Regions from separate parts of the Anas platyrhynchos genome. Here region 1 is linked to region 2. A link is a contact called in public Hi-C data. All regions are on one chromosome and are shown on one strand. Each heading gives the region's core, a stretch centred on a gene start, on an enhancer-like site or on the middle of the called end of the contact. The rest is flanking DNA. Distances are from core to core; before and after follow the strand shown. Region 1 holds the start of MCUR1 (mitochondrial calcium uniporter regulator 1). Region 2 has its middle 7.8 kb from the start of CD83.

Region 1 (2,700 bases), core at 3-2,502, 71 kb before region 2:
TAGCTGAGCTGATTTAATCATTTGCCATTGCCAGAAGGAGACACCCCTCCTCACTCTATTCTTTCCCCTCCTCGTGCCACTTTATATGAGTCTTGGTGCTCACACAACTGCTCTGTGAGCTCATTAAACTAATGTCTCCGAATACTAATCAAGCAAAGAGCTGTATAATTTCCTGAGAACGAGGTTGGCACACGTAAAGAGATGCAATCACACGTTTGGGGGAAAGGGAGTGGGACCTCTCCTGAAAAGCGAGCTGTGCTGACCTTCCCCACCTCAGTAACATCACACTGAAATGAAAATAATCTACTGCATTATGTCATAGCATAAGAAGAGCTGTATTTTTTGTTCTACACTCCAAAGCTGCATTTTTTTGGGGCAGCCCGTCTCCAGTCCTATTACAGGACGTTGTTGTGCATCGCTGCGGTTTAGCAGGGCAGGCAGCTAGACACCACAAGGCTGCTGGGTGTACCAGGACAGACAACTGGGGCGTTATCACCATGCTTCAAGGCTCTGTTCCCTGAAGATGCTGGCACCCAGAAGGCACAGAAGACAACGCATAACCCAAACCTCTAACACCACAGGTCGAGGGGAGGCAATTCGCCAGGCAGTTCTGCATAAAGCCCTTATGGACGATAAGCTGCGTGTTCGGGGCACGTTACCATTCTCTTCCAAGAGGCACACCAGCGCATGAGTGTCGAAGAAGAGCCTCCTGCTGCCCAGCAGGGAGGCGCTGCCCTTGCCCTGCGAGGACCCTGGCGCTGAGGTGCTGACACCTGGAGGGGGGGGAAGAAAAAACAACGAAAAAAACCCACATTTTTATGAGGAAACGGCCAACCGAGGAGCACCCACCCGACTGGGGAGCTCCCTACGAGCATCCTAACGACGCCATGTGTTAAGCAACGCACGCCTTTTGGCTATCGCGACAGGCTGCGATGGGCTTTACCGCCAACCCCGAGACGTGCCCCCCCGTCCCGTCCCCTCACCACCCTCCTCTGCCCTTCTCCCCCCGCCCCCCCCCGAGCGAGGGGCGCGCGGCGCTCACGTGACGCGGCGGCGGCGGCACGGTGCGGGAGGGCGCCTCGAGGCCGCAGCACCAGCAGCGCCCGCCTCCCGCCGCTCACGGCCGCCGGGGCCCGGGCCATGGCTCCCGGTGCCGACCGGAGGGAGGAGGGGAAGCCGCCGCTACCGGAAAGCCATGGCTGGGCTCCCTGCCCCGCCGCCTACCCTTCCGCCACGGCCCGCCGCCCGCTTCCGCATCCGGGGGTTGGCTTTGTGGTTGGCGGCGCGGTGGTGGAGGGGAAAGCGAAGCGGGCGGGCGGCTCCGGCGGGAGTTTGGGGGTGGTGGGGACGGACAGAGACAGACAGACAGACAGACAGACATCACTTGTTTTGTGCATGTTCTGCTTTTAAAGGAAATGTACTTGATATTTACAGAGAGCTAAGATGAGAGGAAGTGTGCTCCGAGCACCGTCCCTCCTCAAGCAGCACTTCCCTCACAGGGAGCTTACTTTCCAGCACCTTTGCTTCCTCATCCCCAAATCAGTGATTGCAATAAATCGATACACGGATCAAATCGTTGGTGTGTGTCTTTGTGAGGACAGCTGAACCCCCGCAGCACACAGCAGAAACTTGCCTAATGGGCATTGCCTCTGCGTGGATGCTGCGTGCCCGGGGCCTGGCGTTAGCCTGGCAGTAATTCCTGGCATGTATGAGTGCAAGCGGTTGTCTTGGTCTTGTCTAGATGACCTCCTAGTTGTCTAGATGACCTCCTTCAGCCAGCTCATCCAGGGTCAAGTCCGTGCTGGTGCCCATCTTCACCTTCTCTAAGGGGAGCAAAGTCATAGCCGCTGCCTACGGAGGTCTCCCAGAGCAGGCAACCTTTTCTCTTCATGTCAGGAATCAGCTTGGACAATTTTCCCCATTTTGGCCTCCTCAGTGTTGTCCCGTGGAAGTCGTTACCTCCTCCTTAGAGGCTACAAATGAAAGATGTGCAGAAGGTTGCACGCTCAGGATCCCAAAATGTTGACCCTCGCAGGCATGCAGTGTTCACTAATCCATGGAGTTACAACCCCCTCCTAGGTCACAACAATGGAATCGGCAAAGAAGGAATTATTTTTAAAAGCGGCATGGTGGAAATGGCAAAGTAATGCTAAGTACAAAATAATGACTAATAATGATATCTGCTGTGCTGTGGGAGCTGTTCACGTGAAAATTAGAGGGGAGGGTGAAACGAACTCTGTGAGGTATTTCCAACTTCAGCGACGGCTGCAAAGAAAGCAAAGGCAACCCTAGGATATAACAAGCATGGTATTTTCAGTAGTGTTATTGCCCCTCCAGTATAGCTGCATTTCAAATGACAGCACTAGTCACTGCAGTACAGGAAGGATGAGTGCATATTCACAGTGATCACCTCGTGTCAACAGGAGCGTTAAGAGGAGCGAAGGGACTTTGCTGTCACAGGAGGTTGAAAAGAGACTGGCAAGGGGATCTTGTTTCTATCTGTAAACAGAACAGGAGTGTAAAAATAGGCAGAGAAAGGAAAAAACAAACAAACCAACAAAAAACACTGCTTATGCAGAAGAATGTTACTGATAAAGGAACATATGGTATAAAGTGGCCATGAATAACCGTAGATTAGAAATTAAAAGGATTTTACTCAACAAAACTGTCCTTGTGAAAAGCTTCCCAACAAGAATCAGG
Region 2 (2,700 bases), core at 118-2,617:
TTTGTGGAAATAAGTGGCTAAGGAGAGGAAAAATAATGCATTAATGTTCCCCATGGAAGTAAAGAGGTGGAAGCTCACCCTTTATTAAATGGTTGATTATCTAACTGAGCAGGAGCCATTAGCCATGACTCTTGTGGGACTACTCGCCATTTAGCAGCAGCTCCTCCTACCACATGCTAGGATAGCTACAGCCAAAGCTAAAGCAAATCTCCAGAAGCAGAGCTGCCACCAACTGCAGGGCTGGCATCTTTTTGGCTTCTAAGTGGGAATTTGCACTGAGCAAGGTTGTTTACAGTGGATTCAACTTAGTTATGCTACTCACCTGTTTGCTGGAACAGGTCTTTTTCTCTATAACTCTTCATACAAGCAGAGATGATCAAAAGTACCAATCTTGGTCAATGCTATTGTCATGGCCTCTAGGGCACCACTAGCTGCAATACCCCTGACTACTCCGAGGCGCTCCCCACACCCTACCCATGGCCCTAGACCACATTTCAGCCCCTGGGGCCATGAGCCCCTGCCCCAGTGATGTTGCAGTAGGGCTGGCCTCCAGATCCTCACAGCCTTGTCCCACTCATGGCCAGGGTGGTGGGATGGGCCCTGCTGCTGGGTTAGGCACTGCTGGCCTGGGCTTGCTGCCCGGCTCTGAAGGAGCTGCTGGCCTTCATTGCACTGGTGCTCTTCTCCAAATCATATCAGGGGGTTACTTCCTGCCTGCACTACTCAGCATGCAAACGAAAGACAACAGAACCAAAATCAAACTTACAGGGCTTTTGTAAACCTTCCACAATGCCTTCTGCAAGAAAGAGTGACAGATGAGTTTGTGAAAAGTACAGGAAAGGAGACCTAAAAACAAGCAAATTGTCTAAAATGGTGTCCAGGCTCTTCTAGCACGCTCTTGGCAAATCTTGGCACTTGTCTGGTTAGGCTGTGATGGCTCAGGAGGTTCCTGACCTCAGCTGGTGACCTGTTGCACTAAGTCTGATAGGGATCAACAAGAGCCCTTGGCCACCACAGTCCTCATCTTAGTGAACTGAATTAGCCGCAGCCACCTCAGCTTGTGTCAATATATCAGTCTGTTGCCTACAGCGTGGGCACACTACTACTTCTGATGAAACAGTGATGGGGCAATAATCTGTGGCAATGAATGGGCAACTTGGACAAGAAGCATTTTAAAATCACCTCAGCATGAACCCCCAGAGCTTAAGAGTTTCAGGACAAAAGTCAGTTTAGTATCTTCAAATGTATGCATGTCACTCCTTCCTCTTTCAAAAGGCCACGAAATTGTGTCTGCCCACTTTGTCGTCTTGTTCCATTACACTTAGAGGAGCCTATATTTGTCACAGCTCTAGTGAAAACTTTCTATTTTTCATTTCTCCATTTCTCACTGCTCATCCTCCCACCATGCGTCACCTGTTTCCTTAACCTCCCACTCAAGAAACAGTGCTTCCCCTTTCCATCTTACATACATCATTGTTATAATTAAAAGTTTTGCTGACGACAGCTCATATGCAGAGCCTTGGGCTGAAGGAAAGGGGGAGGCTGTCTGAGCTGAGATGTTGGAGAGCCTGATATCCTACTGGGGCAAATGAGTTCTCAGAAATTTCATAGGAATGCAGATGAGCATGTTCCCTTGTCTAGTTTTCCTGGTCCCTCATCTCCAGACAGGCTGGTCTCCATTCTAGGACACCCCCAATGAAGTTGCTGTTCCACTGACAGCTACACATCTGGCAGTTCACAGTCCTTGTGGGATGATGACGTTTTGCTGTTGCTGTCTCAATCTTGTTGTCTGCCACAAGTGTGGAGCTCTCAGGCCTCAGGGAGCAGGTCTTTGCTTTAAAGGCTAAAGCAGAATGGAGGACCAAGTGTCACCATACAGAAGAAGTGTAAGCAAAGAGACCCAACATATTTACATATTTAAACTTCTAAAGTGCTGTTAGCATAAGGTCTCATGTTTTCAGGTCCTAATTTCTGACTTCTGTGGAATGTCTCTGTTCAAAGCAGTTGAACCAAAACATCAGTAAAATGTCTTTCCAATCTAAAAAATGGAAGATCTGAAGCATACCTGAGGGCAAAGCAATGTAACAGTACGCATTTACAAACGGCCATTTCCATCAGCATTCCTGAGAGGGCTTCTGGAGGCAAAATACATGCAGTCAGATAGTTAGCTGGATGCCAGGAGCTCCATAGCAGATTAATTTGGGATGCCTCCCATATGATAAGCAGGGCTGAACTGGGGGAAACAGATTCTCAATGGGTGGTTCTGGAGGATCTGAATGATCTGAACTCATTAGAAAATGGAAAAACTTTCAGAACATATATAGTTGGATTCAAGTAAACTAAAGTGAAACCAGTGATGGCACTTAAAAAGGTGTTAGGATATTTTTATTTATTTATTTGGTTTTAATTGAAGAAAGGGAGAATCTGACAGTTGCTAAAACATGATTCAGAATGGCAGATACTGAGTGGAGGCAGTCAGTGAAGCTTTATCCTCCAGTGAATAACAACAGTTTTGTGAAACAGGAGACAACAGCAGAAGAGAAATAGTAATGTATATTAGAGAAAACTTTATGCCAAATGAAAGTAATAAACTAATTATGTTTACAAGCAGCAGAGAATCTGTATAGTCTGATATCCTAGGCCTAAGAAACACGCTATTCCAAGGTTAGATCAAATGTCTGTATCTATTACATACTGATG

Evidence for each region. Hi-C and Micro-C count contacts between places; a contact is called where the count stands out from the background.
Region 1: a contact with region 2 is called in a Hi-C map of subcutaneous adipose tissue, with 2.3 times the contacts expected there. The contact joins the promoter of MCUR1 here to the enhancer-like site in region 2. A contact is called at or near these places in 2 of 8 Hi-C or Micro-C datasets (F1 follicle and subcutaneous adipose tissue).

What each region holds. Positions count from the first base shown.
Region 1 is chr2:108,120,340-108,123,039 of IASCAAS_PekinDuck_T2T, reverse strand. MCUR1 (mitochondrial calcium uniporter regulator 1) reads right to left here and starts at 1,252. Exons shown (of 9, transcript XM_027451247.3): 1 at 1,043-1,252; 2 at 660-773. The coding sequence starts at 1,142. LOC140001556 (a long non-coding RNA gene) reads right to left here. Exons shown (of 3, transcript XR_011806874.1): 3 at 1,367-2,075.
Region 2 is chr2:108,049,643-108,052,342 of IASCAAS_PekinDuck_T2T, reverse strand. No RefSeq gene overlaps it. Among named protein-coding and RNA genes, the nearest start is that of CD83, 7.8 kb to the right of the region's middle. Within about 2 kb of position 1,367, at least 1 of the 8 cell types and tissues checked has an H3K27ac peak or open chromatin away from gene starts, as enhancers often do. A contact at or near this core is called in subcutaneous adipose tissue, where this site is marked.